2 separate regions of the Zea mays genome follow, and region 1 is linked to region 2. A link is a contact called in public Hi-C data. All regions are on one chromosome and are shown on one strand. The core of a region is the stretch at or near the end of the contact, and the rest is flanking DNA. Distances in the headings are between cores, read along the strand shown. Region 1 holds the start of LOC100283502 (nodulin-like protein). Region 2 holds the start of LOC541640 (legumin 1).

What was found. A called contact is a pair of places that touch in the nucleus more often than the background predicts.
Region 1: a contact with region 2 is called in a Hi-C map of tassel, with 5 times the contacts expected there. The contact joins the promoter of LOC100283502 here to the promoter of LOC541640 in region 2. A contact is called at or near these places in 5 of 25 Hi-C or Micro-C datasets (ear, leaf and tassel).

What each region holds. Positions count from the first base shown.
Region 1 is chr6:48,304,819-48,310,348 of Zm-B73-REFERENCE-NAM-5.0, reverse strand. LOC100283502 (nodulin-like protein) reads right to left here and starts at 1,423. Exons shown (of 5, transcript NM_001375357.1): 1 at 1,121-1,423; 2 at 897-959; 3 at 640-756; 4 at 129-549; 5 at 1-5. The coding sequence starts at 1,299.
Region 2 is chr6:47,952,070-47,957,460 of Zm-B73-REFERENCE-NAM-5.0, reverse strand. It overlaps LOC541640 (legumin 1), which reads right to left and starts at 2,270. Exons shown (of 3, transcript NM_001111395.3): 1 at 1,846-2,270; 2 at 1,495-1,751; 3 at 471-1,405. The coding sequence starts at 2,194. The coding sequence ends at 560. It overlaps LOC100216676 (WREBP-2 protein), which reads left to right. Exons shown (of 6, transcript NM_001143084.1): 6 at 1-281. The coding sequence ends at 49.

The DNA of each region.
Region 1 (5,530 bases), core at 174-2,673, 350 kb before region 2:
AGACCCTGCATACCACACATATATGCACGCACGCATATATTGTTAGTACATTAATTCATCGTCGTACGTTGCTTTCGATTCATCTGTCTAATACGACTGCTGCTGCTAGTGCTTAGCTAGCTACTCACGGAGTAGGCGACGGCGAGGAGGCCGACGTCGAGCTGCAGCTTCCAGGCGGCGGGGTCCCGCTCGACGGCGACGGCGAGGAGGAAGGACTGGGCGGTGCTGAGCGCGCACTGCACCAGCGTGGACAGCAGCTTGTTGGGGTACTCCTTGAGCAGCGACGCCTGCAGCACGATCCAGAGGGACCACGTCGTGTTGGACAGCAGCATCAGGAACGTGCCCTTGATCCACGTCCCCTTGCCGCCGCCGCCGCCATCGGCATGGGGATGGGGGTGCTGCTGGTGCGCCGCGAAGGCGCGGTGGTGGTTCACCGGGCTCATCGACGGCCCAGTGTACAGCGCGATGGTCAGGACCCCGGCCAGGCACAGCGCCACGCCCGCCGCCTTCGCCATGCCTGACGGGCTTCTCAGCCGAACCACTTCCAGCCTGCATGCATAATATATATGTGAATGAACATAATAGTGACATAGGTGTGCTAGCTAATGATGAGTTCCTTTTTCTGCTTTATGTATATACCTTAACAGGACTGCCAGGAAGAAGGTGACCACAGGGACAGAGTTGCTCGTTGCCGATGCCACTGTTGCAGAGGTGTACTTGAGGCTTATGTTGTACAGATTCATGCTCAATGTGTTGCTACAAAAAGTTCAAAAGGAGACACCACATACATACATGTCATATATGTATACAATATGGTGTTAACCATCAGTAGTTGTATTCAGTAACAGGAAGCTGCTGATACCACTGATTGGATGGATGTAATGTCAGTTACATACCCAAGCAATGCATAGAAGAACAGCTTCAAAAACAGCCTGAATGACATGGGTGGTGCATTCTTCCTGCGATCGAATCAATCACAGATATATCGATATCAGCAATTTCACCAAGCTATTATATATTCATCACATGGGGAAAAAAGCAATTTGCAGTTTTAATTATGCAGAGTAGACTGCTGCTGCTTATCCTTAGTCAAGTTGAGTCGGCTGTTGAGCTGTTATACCTTTCAAGCACAATGGCTATGGGGAGCAACAGCGCAGTGGCGGCCGCCTGGCGGTAGAAGATGAACACGTAGGTGCTCATGCCATGGTCGAATGCCGCCTTGGAGACGACGTACATGCCGGTGTAGATGAGCTGTATGACGACGGCAACCCCGTAGGCTTTCTTGCTGGTGGTGTCCATGGCCAGCAGGCCTCAGCTCTCTCCTACACTTGTGCAGGGAACGAGTGCCCGAGATGGTTTTATGCCTGTCTAAGTGTCTATCTAGCTAGCTAGCTGATGCAGCTACCTGCTGGCTACACTGAATAGCAAAGGAGAGGAGGGGGGCAGCCTTATATAAAGATGAAGATGCTGCATGATCTCCTCCTCTGGTTGGATGTTCCAAAGTTAGCTAGACTAGTGTGTGTGTGTATGTGTGTGTAGCTTTTTTTTTCATGTTGGCCTCCTCTGAATCACAATTTTTTCTGGTGTGTTTGGGCAAGAGTCATCTTCCTAGCTCTCTCCATCCAAGCTCCTCGTGTCTTCGGAAAGAGTTGATGTGGTCGTTTGCCTTAGCACTTTGGGTATATCTGCTGCACTTAAGAAACATGTGAATAATCCGGTTATTAGCTAGCTCGTGGATTTGTTAGTGCAAAGAGGGATGAGTATGGTAATGCGCTTTGCTTGCCCATTATTGTTACACTTTCTTTACCTTTTTCGATAAGCCACTCTACTTTCTTCCTAGATCTACCATCTGTCTGTCTCTCTGACACGGATTTTTTTTGAAGTTTGCAGAAAAAAGACATGGGCCCAAAATTATTATTGTAAAGTTTACACACCGAGTTTAATTAACATAGCCAATACCATAAATGAAAGGCAAATTAAGAATCCCATCAACCTTGACTTTGATATAGTAAGTAATAGCTGGCGATGAACTAGCTAGATGGTCTTTGAGTGTTCCTCCTATAACCGAGCCCAAAAATCTCCTTAATTTATGTTAACACGAAGAAGTTGCACATGTCATATGCGTATTTGGTTTGTAATATTTTATAGTCCGCTATTTGATCCATATATATTTGTCTGCAACGGTTGGCTCGTTCCATTTTCCACTAGTCTTGTGCACTCTTTAGGTCTAGTTCGATTATTCCAATTTCATATGAATTGAGTGTATTGAAACAGATTGAACTGGATTTTGACTTGCTATGGATTTAAACCGACTCAATACCACACAATCCATATGAGTTAAGGGTGAAACGAATAAGCCTTTAGCTGTTTTTAGCTAATGCTAAATTTGTCCTCACAAGTGTAGTACCTATATGATATTATCCCTGATGATTGTTTGGGGCACTGCATGATATATAATACACAATCAATTAAAATATATAGAGAGCATATATATATTATAATACCACATACGACTTTTCATACATATCGGAGAAGACGTGTCTGATAGTTATTGTGATGTCGTACTTCTTTTTAGTCTTAAATCAAGAGATCAAGATCCTCGAGGTGCATCTTGTAAGAGCTGTATGGAAGTTATCGTACCTTTCTTTTGGATTTCTTTTGGAGTATCCAAAGATTTCAATATAATGACATGTCCACACTGAGGATAGATTAGAAATGTAGTCTAGTGCCCATGGTGCCCGAGTCGCAACATTTAAACAATACAAGTTCTAAATCTTAAAGTATAAAAGGGTGATTCAAGTAGCTATATATTAAGGTGTTTGGTTTGAGAAATAAGGTAGTCCATCGTCTTCTTACTTCTTTTTTTGTTTGGTTTGTGGAATAGAATGATTGATCCATCACCACCTTATTCCTCATAGTTAGTTAATTAGTACTAACATGAGAAATGTGACCATTCTACCAAATTTGGGATAAACTCATGATATACCACCTCATTTTGGACATACCTTGTTTCCTAAAGTACCTATAATGATACAATTGAGTGATACTCATAATTAACTTACATGGCAAAGTGACTTGAACAAGGTCGAGGTCCTTACGTGCAGCATCCTATGCATGTCATGGAAATCTACAAGGATTTGGCAATCATTGTCCATCTTGAATGAGTCCACCAAAACTTTTACAATGAAGGAGTGTAGGTCCGCTTTTGCCGCTTCCATGTACCATCGATGGAACCTCCTTACTTTGTGTGGCTCCTTTACGAGCTAGCTCAAGGGTAGCATGTACTTGCCATGCTCATAGTTTCATGAAAATCATCTGAAAGTGGTCATGCACCCGATGATTACATCCTATACATATATTATGTCTTTTCTATGTTGGTTAAGCCACACCCGCACTCATAATACCTAATAGATGGTTTTTTACACCCACACCCGTTGGGTACTCGCTGGGTGTTGGACACTCGTTGGGTGACAACAATTGTAAATAATTAAACAAAAGCACTACAAAAAGCAAGAGAAACACATATAATTCTTTAAAATCACACCACATATAATTATTTAGAAGCATATAATATATAATGCAATATCAATTGACCTGTTAAAGAAGTGAAGATGAGTAGATGACCTAGAGTTTTATTAGGTTGGATCAAAATTATAGGTAAATAAGGACTCAAAGTTAGTCTTCTAAAGTTCATTGGACACTCATCGGTGTAAATTCACACCTAGCCCTAACCCATCATTTTGCCAATCGATCGATCGGGTGTAGACCCATGGTTGAAATTTGACACCTAAACCTACACCCAATAGGTGTAAAACCCATGGGCACCGCCCACATCCATGGGTGTTACTGTCATCCCTATAGTTTTAACTAATAACACAGATTTTGAACCAACAAAAAAGCTATTCAATGGGCCAGCATAAGTCCAGGCCAGCTCTATATTATTTGTTAGTGCCCCACCACAGTGGTCATGTGAATGACGACATTAGTGCACCGTCTGCATACGATGCGCCACAATGAATCATATATTCATATTTATAATATAGAAGCGGCAAACGAATCATCCTACAAGGGCCCCCCTGCTTGCTGACGAGAAGATATTCTTTTTCTCTAGCTGATTCATGACATCCCTTTTCTTATGTGAGGAGGATGGTCCATGATATCTTGTTTCTGTGCCCCCACGTAGGAGATCTTTACATTTAATTTATTTATATATGTGCATGTGTAAATCATGACAAGACAATGCAATAATAAAGAGTTTCTCTAGGCCTTTGTTTGTTGGAGGAAGAAGCATCCTCTGCCTGTGACCTTTTGTTAGTATGAAAATGTACATTATTATATGCTTGAGAATTAGTTCCATGAGAAAAGCACGATCTATCTTAGGCAACAATATAATAATGTATATAGGCTAGCATCGTCAGGGGCTAGGCGACAGAGCGCACCAACATGAACTGATGCATTCTATCTTTTCAGATCATTGCTACTAGGCACGCATTCAGACATTTATATTCGATCCATCGCTTCGGCCGTCTATCAGTTCTTTCTTTTATCATCTCTCCGGCCATAGACATCTTTATTTGGTCCATGCATGCATATCTTCGCAAATGACATGACACATGACTCGTCAATTGGATTCCCTGTCTTTTTTTCATTTATTTCTTTGTTATGATGGTTTTAATTGACAGATATTGCATGTAAACACCCTGCTCACTAATGACATGACTTGTCAATTGGATTCCCTATTTTTTCTTTTTTTTTGTTATGATGGTTTTAATTGATAGGTTGCTAGTTATATTGCATGTAAACGACACCCTGCTCACTAAATGACATGACTTGTCAATTGGATTCCCTGTCTTTTTTTCATTTATTTTCTTTTGTTATGATGGTTTATTTTAATTGATAGCTATATACACTACCGGACTTGCCTTCTTTGTCTTCTTGTACATCTCTCTGGTAGTTTTCATAAACTACGAGAGATATAGATTTTATGAACAGATTACTTTTATTTTGTCGTATGAAGAAAATGATCAAAATATAATTGTACATCTTGATGAGTTATACAAATTTGTAGTTGAAAACTTTTTCATTTGAATTAATTTACTGCTTTAAAATGTGATTTTTAAATTATCTTTGCCTAGTGTTAAAAAAACACTAGGCAAGAAGCTCCTTGTCTAGTGTCCAAAATAAAACACTCGGTAAAAAAAGCTCTTTGACTTAGTGTTTTTTATCGAAGATTTTTTGTTTGGCACTCGATAAAGAGCTTTTTTGCCGAGTGTCCGAAAAAACACTCGGCAAATCATTTAACACTCGACAAAGAGCCAAATTCCGATAATGATAGCTAATAATATTGCATGAAAACACCCTGCTTGGATATATGTAATAAGTTTGTAGCTCCAACGAAGTTTCTCTATGATATAAACAAGGAAGAGAATATATATGATTTATACAATACGTAGGATGTTTTCTTTTTCCAAACCTGAATTTTATACTACCACCATAAAAGAGGATGAGAAAAAAAAGTTTAAACGCATGA
Region 2 (5,391 bases), core at 1,021-3,520:
GAGATATGGCAACAATGATGACGATGAGGAAACACCAGATGAAGATTGACCTTTATTTAGGTTTGGATATGTAGATATATGAGGGTGATCTGTTGTCCTTTAGTTTCAATGCAGTCATGGGGAAGTTCAAGCTTTAACCTTAGGTAGTAGTTCATTCAGATGGTGCATGGATATATTGTACTCAGTTACCTGCTCCTAAATGCTTTCACTCCCCTATCTTCCAGAGCCACATGTATTTTAGATAGTTTGGATATGTTTGCCTTGGAATAAATTTTCATTTGAAATGTTAGTATGTTACTCAACTAAATTGTTTTTATCAGATGAACTAGGTAGTTGAAAAAAAATACAAATCCAGGTAGACATGCAGTTTAGCCATAACAAACATGTTTTGCTTACAACAATCTGCTCATTTTTTTCCTGGCAAATCACTCGGTGTATCAAAAACTTTAGAGCTATGTAGTTGAAAGACTAATCAACACGCAGTTTAACCATGAGCAAGCTTTGTTTAATTATTACAGTCTACGAGTACTTATTCAGGCAGATCACTCTGAGGTTGTGCCTACTGTTGGGCGCTGCCAGCTTGACCTTGTTGGTAGCTGCCACTGCCAGCAGGAGTAAGCACAGCCAGCTCATGCTTCCTACCGTTCTTGAGCTCTGCAGCTTCCTCCATGGAGATGGCATACGAGCTGGCGATGACGGCGGCCGGCAAGTCGCTCAGGACGGAGTTCTTCCCGGCGACGTGGCTGACCATGGTGTCAGGGTTCGTCTCGAAGGCGATGTACTGGAAGCCTTCTCCCTGCGCCTTGGTGGCGACGAGGTAGCCCTGGGGTACGATGAGCAGCTGCCCCGCACGGAGCACGTCGTCGAACACCGTGGTCCCGTTGTCGCTGGCGACCTGGACCCTTGCACTGCCCCTGATGCCGTACATGGCGCTGTGGGCGTTGAAGTTCCAGAACGGCGACATGATGGCGTCCTGGTACAGGTCTACCCGCACCGCGCTCATCTGTACGAGGTTGAGGACGGGGAACTTGTGGCTGGTGAGGCGTGTGATCCTCCCAGCCCCAGGGCTGTAGACGTCGGCCTGGTCCAGCCGTTCGACGCTGTGCCTCACCTCCATGGCGCAGACGTTGTGCCTGTCGACGTCGCGCTGGCACGTTTGGTACTGGACTTGTGACGATGGGAACGAAAACGACGACGACGACGGCGACGGATTCAGCTGGTGAAAGCCGTGCTCCGGCTCCACGCGGACGATCTCGCCTCGCTGGTCACGCCGGCTCTGCAGCTTCTCGGCGACGTGCATGCTGACGCCCAGGGCTTCGCTCAGGAACCGGGCGTCGATCCCTTTGAAGATGTTCTCGGCGAAGTGGGGCTGCCCCTTGCTGAAGCCCCCAGCCAGCAAGAATTTCTGCGAATCGCACAACGACGACAGAGATTCATTAGTCGAGTTTTATCGAAATGTAAGGGTGTAGCTAGCTGCTAGCATAGTAGCAGTACCCTCATGGAAGGCTCGAGCTGGTTGATGTTGTTGTTCTCGTCGAAGACGTAGACCGCCACAAGCGGCGCGTCGCCGTCGTTGTACAGCCAGTGCTGGGCGCCGGCCGGCATGGCCACCACGTCGCCCTGCTCGAATCGGTGGATCTTGTGGTGGTCATGCTGATGGTGATGGTGTCCATATCCATATCCGTATCCATACTGCTGCTGCTGGGTCTCCTCTTGGCATCCCGGAAACGAGAACCCAATGATCCCTCTCCCTACATAATACACTGGATTAGTCGTGATTCATACGCCAAAATCTGTAGTCGAGCTGAGCCACATGCATTGCAGCACTAGAATCTAGCCAAGAACCTTGGACGATGTAGACAAGCGAATGGACGTTGGAGTATCGAGGGAGCAGGAGGCCCATGGCGTCGACGACGACGCGGACGGCGAAGATGCCGGCGCAGGTGAGCTCCCGGTCGGCTTCGTTGAACCGGCTGAAGTACTGGACGGAGCCGGCCTCAGACTGCACCTTGTGGCGCGGCTCCAGGGCCTCCAGCTTGCCATCGAAGCCGCACTCCCTGGCGGCTCCTCCCCGGGACGTGCTCCATCCCCACGAGGTGCCGGAGCAGCACAGGAGGAGGAGCAGCAGCAGGGACAGGGGCAGCGACGAGGGAAGCGGCCGCACCTGGCCGGAGAGTACTATTGCCGCCGCCATTGCTGCGCTGCCTCTGCTCGCTCGCTCACTCTCTTGGCAGTGAATGCTGTTGCCGTGGTGTGCATTGCTGATGGTGTGCCATTAAGTAAGTGGAACGAGAAGGATGCAAAGCTAAAAAGAACAAAAAGTGTTTGTTGCACCTGGGAACAAATTCAGGCCTTGTCCTCGTACGCTGCTGGTGCTTTGCTTTGCCGTGATAGGAGCTGTGCACGTTGGATGGGAAGAACCTGACAAGCTCGCGATCGATCAGCAGTAGGATGTCGACTTGGATGGATCGTGTGCTCAACAGTTTGGACTTGTTGCTTGTGCTGACAGTCACAAAAGGGCAAAGGCCGCTTCAGTTTTGTACTGACTAGCGACTCCAACAGTTTGTTGCGCCTTTTTAGTTCGTTCACGCACAGTCCGATTACGACTGTCCAGGTGCACGCATTAGCGACCAGCCTTGCCTACTACACTTCTCTACGGTTTGGTTGCTTGCATGTTTTCGCTAGAGTACTCTAGATCGTCAACAAAATGATTAATGAGGCAGCCTTGACAAATGCTATGGAAATCATAAAGTTTTCGGGGTTCGGACTAGTACTAGAAGAATGGACCGGTCTTTTTGGTAGGACTAGACAAAATACTCGTGGCTCGTGAGATCGCTCGGTTCATGGTTAGCTCGACTCAATTCAGCTCAGCTCATTTTGATTTTGTCACGAGCTGAGCTAGTATCTCAGCAAGATTTGTTAACAAGCCAGCTCGAGCTGTGTTCGAGTCAGCTCTTTAGCTTGAATGAGCAACCATTTGTCAGAAAAACAAATCTCGCACTTGTGTTGGATGAATTAATAAGTGATTTGTTAATTTGGTGTTATATTGACATGATATGTGAAAGTGTGAGTATTGTTACTCTTTTTTAGTGTTAAATAGGTCTAGAATTAACTAATAATTGGTTATACTATTTTATATATGTGTATATTGTTTTTTTAGCTCGGGAGAGCTCGAACTCACAAATGAGACGAGTTGGTTCTCTTATTCGGTTCCTTAATATATCGAGCCGAGACAGTTTAAGTTTGGCCAAGTTGACCTGACTCGATATCTAGCCCTATTTTTGGGTTAATACAAGCACAACCACGATCTAAAATCAGTAGCCAAAGCAAAGCCTAACACTTAGTAATTTAGACCAGGCTAACACGAACGAAGACAGGCCTAGACCGAATCTTAAATATTGGCCTGTTAGGCCGGACACAGCCCGCACGTATGAGCTGGATCTAGATCAGCTCGACAGAAAAAGAAAAACCCCGTAAAACATGAAATTGGCACAATTATACACACGCAACCGAGGCCGGCCTTAACCCTGACGGCCCCGCCCATGCAAAGGCATGCCGCCTCACTCGTTCAGTCCATCAGCGACTCAGCCTGCGAGTATACGACAGCGATATGAATATGAGCATAGGCCCGTGCCCTGCGCCCAGGCTTAGGCAGCCCTCCGATCCACGATACAGCGATGCAAAGAAGCTAACCTTGGTGTCGCCGCCCGCTGTTCCTCACTTTTAAGCCCTCCGCCGTGCAGACGCCGCCGCCGCAGCAGGTGAGCTCCCCAGGACCGGGATGCAGCTTGGGGTCGGGTGCGTAAGCGTAACAGTGAATATAATAAAGGAAGTAGTATTCAGTACTCATATACTGGTAGTATATGTACATAATACATGTAGTGGTGTGCGTATACATTCAGTTGGTCGTATAATCGACCTAGCAGGAGACCATATATACTGTAATGTTTGTGGCGCATTTCATAAAGGGTCTGAAGCCGGAGTTGCAGGGACATGTGTTCAATCTCATTTGCCAGCAACTGTCGATATAGAGCAGCCTTATTGGTACGCATTCAGCAGTCGGTTCTGGAGAAACAGAGACAGGAGTTGGGACGATTCATGGGTCAAAATCGCCAGAATGGTCTGTGTTGTACATAATACATGTAGTGGTGTGCGTATACATTCAAATGGTTGTATAATCGACCTAGCAGGAGACCATATATACTGTAATGTTTGGAGGAGAGAAGAGAAAAAGGATAGGAACACAAACTTGCCTAACGAGTTGGAGTTCCATCTCCCAGCAGTTGCTCACGTCTCGTTCTCTCGCCGGGGCCAAGGGCCATATCATGCTCGAAAGTTGAACACTAGCCGCCTAGCCGCCTCTCGCAATCCTGTCGATCCATGGCCCGTGTGACCTCTGAAGCATGGACATATATGGTAGTATATGTAGTAGTAATATGTGGTAATGACTCTTATGATCTTCTACAGATATGAAGAATTTGTTGTTGCAACCATTTTAGCAAGTTCTAGGTGTTGTGTAAGGTTGTTCACTTGTTTGTGAGTTTGTAACTGAGTATATGTAGTATGTGTAGATGTAATGTAGGTATTGGTAGAACTTGTTCTAATAGAGTAGTAGTAGGTGCTGGTAGTATATATGTAGTATGTATGGACGTAATGTAGCTGTGAAATGTAGCAGTACTGCGGTAGCACTACTGTAATTGTATTCGGTATATGTTGAAATACTATCAATTGAAATATTGTTATTTGTAGTTGTGTTGTGTTATGTATATATCCTTGAATAATGCCGGTTGAAATGTGGGACGAGTTTTGGGCTAGCATGATCGAGTGAAGGCCCAATGTGTTTTAGGGCTAGGCTAGGCCACTGTTTCTGCTCTTTGGGCTGGTACGACACAACTCGATTTTTTTAGGCCTTCTCCGTCCAAGCTTGTTTGGCCCGAAGCATGATGGGTTTGGGCTAGCATCGCCCAATTCTTAGCACTAGTTAGGACTAACTTAGGACTAACTACTGCCATGCTTCCCAATTGAATCCAATAGTACACCACTAGTATACCAGTTAGAGAATTCCAACAAGGTATTAAACGTGCATTGTACTTTGAAATATAGGACTTCAAAACTAAAAATATGTTCTAATAGGGGTTCTATTTCACAAAAAAATCATCAAATAGTTGCAGGACTCGGCCTCTTGAGTCCTAAATATAGGACCCATACGAAGCAGTGGCGGACCTACATGCAAGCAAGAGTATTCAATTGAATACCTATTATTTTTGGCAAAACAATTATATATACATGTATATGTTATGTATATAAGCTAAAATATTATAAAAAACATAAAATTATACTATTTTACAGCTATTTTGTCTAAACTTTGGTTTTCACTAGCCCTCTTTATTT